2 separate regions of the Oryctolagus cuniculus genome follow, and region 2 is linked to region 1. Evidence: chromatin contacts called from public Hi-C data. All regions are on one chromosome and are shown on one strand. Each heading gives the region's core, a stretch centred on a gene start, on an enhancer-like site or on the middle of the called end of the contact. The rest is flanking DNA. Distances are from core to core; before and after follow the strand shown. Region 1 overlaps B4GALT4 (beta-1,4-galactosyltransferase 4). Region 2 overlaps ARHGAP31 (Rho GTPase activating protein 31).

Region 1 (4,615 bases), core at 1,457-3,956:
GAATGAAAAATAATAACATATTATCCAACTTACAATTGTTAACCATTTTAGGGGTACAACTATATAACAGTACTTCAAATATTTCTTGGAAAATGGAATTGAAAGATAAGTTTGGTGCAAAAAATGTTTTAAATTCACGCAAATAAAGGTCTTCAAAAGTTCATAAAAATGTGTATTATTAAAAACTGTGTGTGGGGAGCAATCCGGACTGGACTGAGTTACTGGAATTAAGACTTATTCTGTGCATCTGCTCTCCCACAATATGGCGCTGGGAGAGAAGTAAACAGCTTCCGCACAGCTGCCTCCAGTTCAACTAATAAACTGTAGGACTTGCTCCTGATTGGAGAGCAGCGTACTCGGCGTGTGGGCAGCCGAGTTAGGATTGGTGGAGGAGGACTATAAAGGAGGAGAGAGACGGCATGCACCAGGAACATCTATGGGGAACATCTAAGGGAACCCGTGCAGCCCCCGAGAAAGCCGGCCGGCGGTGTGCCGCTCCCCTGCGGAAGTGGGGAATGTGGCCAGGGGGAACTGCCCTTCCACGGAGGTGGAAGGGATAGTAGCCAACCCGGGAAGAACCAGCAGCAAACCCGGGGAGGGCCGAGCAGACGAAAGAACAGCGCAGGGTCCTGTGTCGTTCCTCCACGAAGAGGGGGAGCGACACTGTGCATGGATTTCAGAAAAAAATTTGAACCAAAATAAACTTCTCTTTTCATCCCATTTTTTCCATGAAGTATTTGAAGTACTTTCATATACTGGGGGTAATGTGCCTGTTATAACTCCATCCCCAAACAAATGTCTGTGTGCCATGATCCCAAGATAGGAATGAAAGCAAGTTCTGAGATGCTAAAAACGTTTAAAAAAAAAGTGAGATCCACGATCAAAAGTACTTCCCAAATAGTCACAAGAGGCATTGTACTTTCTGTGCTGGAAAACTGTCTAACAAGAAGTAACCTTAGGGGCCAGCACTGTGGCACAGCGGGTTAAAGTCCCAGCCTGAAGCGCTGGCATCCTATGTGGGCACCTGAACAAGTCCTAGCTGCTGCACTTCTGATCCAGCTTTCTGCTATGTCCTGGGAAAGCAGCAGAAGATGATCCAAAGTCCTTGGACACCCTGCACCCGCGTGGGAGACCTGGAAGAAGTTTCTGGCTCCTGGCTTCGGATCAGCTCAGCTCTGGCCATTGCAGTCATCTGGGGAGTGAACAAGCAGATGGAAGAACTCTCTCTCTCTGGCTCTACCTCTCTCTCTGTAACACTGTCTTTCAAATAAATCAAGTAAATCTTTTTAAAAAAGAAGAAGAAGAAGAAGAAGAAGTAACTTTACCCTTTCTGAAAAATATTCCAGCTTCTAAACCCTTAAATGTAAAGCAAATCATTTCAAACCATGTTGGAAGTGGGCAAGGTATAAACTGAATGTGTTTTATATGGGACAAGAGATCAAGAAGAGAAAACTGGAAAAAATACACCAAGAAATTGGATAAAGTTGGAGGGAACAGAAGAATCACTTGGGAAGGAGGCAATATAAATCACTCTCATTTTTGTAATGATCACCTAGTAGTAGGCATTTCCATTATTTTACATACTCCTCTCAACAACCCTACAAAGTAGTTATAATCACTCTAATTTGATAGCAAGGGGAACTGAGGTTCAGAGATAGAGGTGTGAAAGTTGTCAGTATCAAAACGGAGTCCAAACTCAAGTCCTATCTCTGCTGCCTGTTCAACTTCCTGCTAATGCACCACCTGGGTAGCGGCAGATGCTGGTTCAAGCACTTGGGTCCCTGCCACCAGGAGTCCTGGGAGACCCGAATGGAGTCCCTGGCTCCTGGCTGTTGTAGGTATTTGGGGGAGTGAACTAGAGATGCCTAGCAATGCAGCAATAGAAGTCTCTCTCTCTCTCTCTCCCTCTCTCTCTCTCTCTCTCGTTTCTCTCTGTCACTCTACCTTTCAAATAAATAAAAAATCAACAGAAAATGAAGTCACCTGTGTCAACCCCCCCATAAATAAACCCAGGAGGTTATGAGGAAAGGGCTCTTATGCATAACTGTCTGATAGAAGCTATAAAGAACAAATCTGCCAGGAGCACATTACACAGAAGCCACCACACAAAGTACTTCCACCAGGACATCTGCCCAGCAACTGTCTGTTCAACTTTAGACTGCGTCACCCTGGTTATTAATTATTGTGGCCAAGGGGTGTTGTTTCAAAATATCTCGTGTAATTCTCCTTATTTTTTGCCTTTACTTTTTCCCCCTTGCTTCCATCTCTTTGAGTATGCCACCTGTGTATTCCCATTGCAATGCGCTATTCTCAAATAAATATTATTCTTCAGACAATCTCCCCCTCCTCTGATTGCTGCTTGTGGTGTTATTCAGGTTAACAGAGTTTAAATAATTTGTCCAACCAAGGTCAAGAAGCAGAGCCAAGCACAGGACACATGTCTTGCCGAAAGCTGGTAGGAGCCACCTGCCACTACAATCTCTCTGGCTCTCAGAGAGGACGAATCAGGGTAACCAGGCATGTGGGGGAAGGCTGAGATGGAAGGGGAGGAGAGTGCCCAGAGAGATCACAGGGCCTCAAGGCCTAACAACAACTGTGTATTGGGAAAACAATTTTGTTCAAGAGGGCTATTTATAGGGATGTTTTTCCTTAGCACTCCCTTCCCCCATCTCCTCCCCTTTGTGTTAAAAGGCGCCTGGCAGATTGGTAAAGGGTTACAGGCAGTGGACAGGAAACAATGGAACACAATGAACCGGGCAGGGACAGATCCCCACCCACCTAAGAAAATCGCTTGCTCCAGTGTTCAGAGACCCTGGGGGGAGACAGACAGAACTCAGAATGCTGGTTCTGCTCCTCCTACCCTTATCTTTCTCCAAGCCAGAAAGAGGGCAACATGCCCAAAGGGGTGAGGCACAAAGTAGAAGGGGAAGCAGAGGCAAAAGGAGGCAACAAAACAGAACAGGCCAGTCCTGAGGACTCATCTGAGGAGTGAGCTATTCTATGCCAAGACTGTCCAGTTTGGAGCTCCAGAGACAAACAACACAAGGAGCAAGCGAACTCTTCCCCATTCCAGTTGTTGGGAGGGACCCAACCTACTGCTAGAATCTACATACACCCGACCTGGTATATGTAGATTCTGGGGCTGCTGAGAGCTGCTGTTTATAGGAATAGCCCTGGCATCTTCCCCTCGGGCACGGAGCTAAATTCAGACCCTGAGCCTATGGGCAGATCTTGTACAGATTCGGATGTCAATAAAATATTAATTCAAACCACAGCACTTGGCTTTCCCTCTGGCCGTGTGAAGACTCTTCTTTACATGTGACTCTAGGAAGGAAGTGCCCTGCTGCTGTTGGGCAGCGTCCAGTGCCCATGGTGGACTGGGACAAGGAGGTCTTGTGCTGCCTGGTTTGTTCACCGTTTCTGAAATACTGAAGCCTCGTTTAATGCTACGGCTGTGCCTATGGGTCAAATGTCACCACAGTTTAAACACTTGTTAGAACACAAAAGATCTTCAAACCTCTTATTTTTTTAACTATATTCAATACAAAGGACTTATAATATAACTAAAATATTGGTGAGGAAAAACTTATTTTTCAAATAATTTCAAATGCTGTATGCAGATGTCTCTTCTAATCTCTGGCTCTGACCTCTCAGCTTCTACCCAGTCTTGCATTTTAGACTATCAAAAGTAATTTCCTGCTGAACATTCTGAAATGACTCCTGGTTTCAGAGAAGTCTTTTTATTTTCTCAAAAAAAAAAAAAGTACCTTTTTAGTTTTTATCAGGCTCCAATCTTATAAATCTGGAGTTAGCTTAGATTCTACTCTCTCCTACACCAAGCGTTTTGAACAAAACTCTAGGGTTCTGAATAAGCTGGTAGGGACAACAATCCATGCACATTTATTATAAAAAACAGGACTTCATTGCTTCTTGGCCTTTAGGCTAAGATCAAGTGTAATAAACAAGACTTCATTTGTAGTCAAACCTTTTTTATTTTAAAGATTTATTTACTTTATTTGAAAGGCAGAGGGAGACAGAGACAGAAAAAGAGAGAGGTCTTCTATCTGCTGGTTCACTCCCCAGTGACTGAAACAGCCCAGGCAGAGCCAGACCAAAGCCAGGAGCCAGGAACTCTATCAGGGTCTCCCATATGTGTGGCAGGGACCTGAGTACTCCGGCCATGTTTCACTGTCTTCCCAGGCACATTAGCAGGGAGCTGAATCTGAAACAGAGCAGCCAGGACTAGAACTTGTGCTCAGATATCGGATGCAGTCATCACAGGAGGTGGTTAACTGGCTGTATCACAACACCAGCCCTTGAACCTTTTTTCTTTCTGGCTATTCCACCCCCTCTTCTACCCTCAAATGCCTACTTGATGTTAAACTAATTAAATTAGTTCTCAACTAGGAAAGTGAAGATGTAAGGCAGTGCCTCCCAATGACTGTTTTGCCCTGACTAATGCAGTTTTCTGGAAATAAAAAGGAACTTAAATATGCAGTGCTTCAGAAAGAGAGACAGAGATCATGCATAATGATGATTAGGTCTGTTCTTCAATGTTCAGTCTGGGAGTGGAACCATTTAAAGTTTTCCTATTTCTTCATTTTTATCATTGCAC
Region 2 (4,615 bases), core at 938-3,437, 110 kb after region 1:
AAAGCAGCACCTTTATCAGCATCTTCCATGGAGGGAGAGGGCAGAACCCTGCACAACTGGAATGGCACGGCTGAAACTCACCTGGTTTGAAATCTCTCTTTCCTGGACTGTGTGTCATGTCCTCTTGAGACTGACCTCACTGCTCCTCTTCCCAAATCTCTGCGGGGTGAGATTTGCCTTCAGGGATCAGGAAGAAGATACCTTGAAGTGACCATCCAGTGCATTTTTTCTGTGCTCTTAACTACCCTTGGAGTCCACCATACCCCAAGTTATGCCACCCTATGATGTGCACCCTAAGACTAAGTACTTCAGAAAGAACAAGCCAAGTCCCAAAGAAACTGCTGGACACTGCAGAGCTGTCTCAGATTGATCATAAACACGTGATGGGCTTGAAACTGGATGTTCTTTGAGAAGCCTGCAGAGAAAGGTTCTCTGTGGGACCCCCAGGTTGCAGGGTTTCACCCTGGAACTCCATGAAGTCCGCTGGCTGGGCTGAGCCACAGCAGGGCAAGGCCTCTGTGGTGACCCCTGGTGGTATCAGGCTCTCCCGACCCAGTCTAGTGCTGTCCCTGTCTCCACCCACGGAAGCTGCCTGGTAGTGAGGCAAAGCCAGCGAGGTCCTGCCCTCTGCCTTTCCCTGAAGTAACCACTGACCACACGCAGCAGGCTGCATCTCTCCCAATAGCAGCGGGCCAGACTCTGTTCCAGGTCTGCTTTCTCAACCAACCCTTTTCAGTTCATGGAAGTCCGAAGCCTTCTCCTGTGGCTGTCCCACAGTGCAGGGAGCCTATCCAGACTGAAGTCTACCATCTTTTGGGCTTACTCCTCTGAAAGCCTAGGATCTTCTTTTTTTTTTTTTTTTTTTAAAGATTTGATTTTATTTCAAAGTCAGAGTACAGAGAGAGAGAGAGAGAGAGAGAGTCTTCCATCTGCTGGTTCATCTCCCAGATGAAAACTATGGCCAGGGCTGGGCCAGGCCTAAGCCAAAAGCCAGGAGCTTCTTCCAGCTCTCCCACATGGTACAGGGCCCCAAGCACCTGGGCCATCTTTTGCTGCTTTCCCAGGCCATTGGCAGGGAACTGGATCAAAAGTAGAACAGCTGGGACCCTAACCAGCGTCCATATAAGGTGGAGGCATTGCAGGCGGTTTTACCCACTATGCCACAACACTGGCCCCTGAGAGACTGGTACCTTTGAAAACTCAGGACTAGAATGCTTACAAGAGTTCCCAGAACTGTGTTGCTGGAGGCTGAGGCTCGCCGTGATCTCTGCCTCTGTTAGCCATCATCCCTACCTTTGGTACACGCCTCTGCCTCTTGCCCTCAGGAATATGGTCTTAGTTCTTGCTAATGTATCCTCAGACAAGGTGAGAATGAGGATCATGTTGGATTTTAGAGAGGATTTTTTTCTGAGATATTAGAGCCATCTGTAACTGCAAACATTATTGAAATACTTTTTTTTTCTTGATTTAAAAGTACCCTTGACATAACTAGTTAACAAACTAATCCCTTATGCCTTGGCTCTATTAGGAGAAAGCTTTCCAGTAAATCAAAGAAGTGGAAATCGATTTTTAACCTGGGACGTTCTGGATCAGACTCCAAATCAAAGCTGAGTAGAAATGGGAGCGTGTTTGTGAGAGGGCAGCGGCTCTCAGGTAAGATTCAACGGCGGTGGGGTTTTGTGACACATGGACTGTGTGCTAGCTCATCTTCTTCTAAGATGATTTCATCACACTAAACCTACTAGAGACAAACATATTAATTAACTAGGGGTTCTTTTTTAAAAAGACAATTTTGGCTTCCAAAAAAGTTACAGAAAGAGTACACGGGAAATCTGTGCACCCTTCATGCAGCTTCCCCTCGTGCTAACATCTTACATAACCATAATATAGCTATCGAGGCCAAAAATGAATATGGTAGTTCCCCCTTATCTGTGATTTTGTTTTCTGTGGATTCAGTTACCCTTAGTTATCCTAGCTCCAAAATACTAAGTGAAAAATTATAGGAATAAGCAAATCATCAGTTTTAAACTGCACACCACTCTGAGTAGTGTGATGAAATCTCACGCTATGCTGCTCTGTCCCACCCTAGACGTGAATCATCCCTTTGTCTAGCATGTGCACGCTGTGTGTGCTACCTGCCCATTAGTCACTGGGAGATGTCTCAGTTATCAGATCAACTGTTGAGATATCACAGTGCCTGTTTCAAGTAACCCTTACGTGGTAGCCTAATGCTACATCACAACGCCTACATCATTTGCTTCATTTCATCTCATTACAGAGGCATCATTTCATTGCACATCATCACAGGAAGAATGAGTTTCATACAAAAACATTTTCAGAAAGACACCACATTCACATAACTTTTATTACAATATACTTATTCCATTTTTACATTATTTCTAATAGTGCCTCACTGTGCCTAATTTATTAATTAAACTTTACCTTAGGTATATACACGAAAAAACAAAGGATACCATCATTCTTCAGAAAGTTCATGGAAAAATGGAATTGAAAGATGTTTATCTGGGTGTGAAAATTTTTTGAAATCCATGCATATGAGGGCTCTTCAAAAAGTTTGAGGAAATATGTATTATTTTAAAACTATGTATGATTTTAAATTTTTTGCATCAAAATAAATGTATCTTTTAAAAAATTTGTATTTAGTTGTATTTTTAAAGATTTATTTTATTTATTTGAAAGACAGAGTTACAGAGGGAGGTAGAGACAGAGAGAGAGGTCTTCCATCTGCTGGTTCACCCCCAAGATGGCCACAATGAATGGCTGGATCTGAGCCGATCCGAAGCCAGGAGCCAGAAGCTTCCTTTGGGTCTCCCACGTGGGTTCAGGGGCCCAAGCACCTGGGCCATCCTCTACTGCTTTCCCAGGCCATAGCAGAGAGCTGGATCAGTAGAAAAGCAGCCGAGACTAGAACCAACGCCCATATGGGATGCTGGCACTTCAGGCCAGGGCATTAACCCGCTGGCCACAGCACCGGCCCCCCAATGTGAATTTCGAAAGGAACACACCCAAGGTGCTGAATGAACTAAATGGTGGTAGATTCACAGAAGAGACAAGGTGTCCCTGCCAGGGCTTCTTAGCGTGGTTGCCTACAAAGTGGTTCACACTCTGCGATTTTGCCTCCGAAAGTCTGTGATGAGATCAGAGTATTGGAAAAATTTTCAAAAATCCTCCAGGTGATCCTGTTATGCATCCATGGCTGAAAGCCACTAGTTTAACATCTTATGAACAAGCTAATCAGAGACAGAGCACCAAACTAGCTAACTTTGATGGGATGTGGGGGTGAAATTAAACAGCCATCCATGTCTGTTCCAAGGGCTCTCTGGATCTGACTATTGCCTGACTGCTTTGCACCAGAGTCCTAGAAGCTGAGGCCCAGAGGGCCTTATGGTCGTAACTGTACTGGAATCTGTACTTAAAGGTAGTCTTGCAACAGAATCCACCAGTGTGGCCTCCATAAGTTCACTATGTGTTGAAATGTGCATGCGAAAGAGGGAAATCAGGGGCCAGCATTGTGGCCTAGTGGGTTAAACCACCACCTGCAATGCTGACATCCCATATGGGCACTAGTTCAAGTCCTGGATGCTCCACTTCTGGTCCAGCTCCCTGCTAATGACCTGGGAAAGCAGTAGCAGATGATCCAAGTCCCTGGGCCCCTGCCACTCATGTGGGAGACCTGGATGAAGCTCCTGGCTCCTAGCTTAAGCCTTGCACAGCCCTGGCCATTTTGGCCACCTGGGGAGTGAACCAACTGATAGATGATTTCTCTGTGTCTCTCCCTCTCTCTGTAACTCTGACTTTCAAACAAATAAATAAATGTAAAAAGAAAAGAAAAGAAAGGGGAAAACCAGGGGTTAACATATGTAAATAATGTTTTAAAATTCCATAATTAAGAGCATTTTAAAAAATTAATTCACCACGAACACTTTTGGGGTTTTTCCTTGGGGGAGGGGGGCAGATGAAGTGTATTTAACCATATTTACAAAATTGAACAGAGATTTAAAAATACACAGGATCAGAAAAAAATGGAGTACTGAATGAATGAAGATGCAGAAACTTGGGATACTGCCATTCGAATCAATTAATATTTTTCTTTATAATATCAAATAGGAAAAGTTCAAGAAATCTTCAAAAGACCCCTTCTGAGTAGAAAATCCCAAGGCTGTACTGCTGTAGTAGCTTTACCTCTGAGCAAAGTCTCAGAGGGAGGGGATTCAGGGACACAAAAGCTGCCAGCAAACTAGGGGAAGCACTTCCATGAGGCCAGACCAAGATGCAGACACAAAAATATAATCTAAATATAGGCATTGGCCAGGGGTCCTGAGCTCTTAGTTACTATCGAGGAAAGAAGTCAAGGAATCCTTAGGAAATCTCACTTACAGCCACAGCCACACAGAACTGCAGCATGGGAAAGAGAATCCAACCACCAAAACTGGACACTGGTGGCCCTGAAGGCAGAACTGCCCACCCTCTGTGACACTCAGGGACACTTAGTCATTGCCCTGCCAGGTCAACACATGGAAACCGAAAAAGTCCATAAATGTAGTTTCCTGAAAGCGAAGGCAAAGTGTGTCCAGAATACCTGAAGGAAGGGATG

Evidence for each region. A called contact is a pair of places that touch in the nucleus more often than the background predicts.
Region 2: a contact with region 1 is called in a Hi-C map of an unstated tissue, with 4 times the contacts expected there. The contact joins two enhancer-like sites. A contact is called at or near these places in 3 of 6 Hi-C or Micro-C datasets (ear pinna, embryonic fibroblasts and an unstated tissue).

Annotation. Positions count from the first base shown.
Region 1 is chr4:75,791,780-75,796,394 of mOryCun1.1, forward strand. The region is part of intron 1 of B4GALT4 (beta-1,4-galactosyltransferase 4); the gene reads right to left. Among named protein-coding and RNA genes, the nearest start is that of ARHGAP31, 8.2 kb to the right of the region's middle. Within about 2 kb of position 2,707, at least 4 of the 8 cell types and tissues checked have an H3K27ac peak or open chromatin away from gene starts, as enhancers often do.
Region 2 is chr4:75,902,589-75,907,203 of mOryCun1.1, forward strand. It overlaps ARHGAP31 (Rho GTPase activating protein 31), which reads left to right. Exons shown (of 12, transcript XM_051819005.2): 8 at 1,529-1,653. Among named protein-coding and RNA genes, the nearest start is that of TMEM39A, 63 kb to the right of the region's middle. Within about 2 kb of position 2,188, at least 1 of the 8 cell types and tissues checked has an H3K27ac peak or open chromatin away from gene starts, as enhancers often do.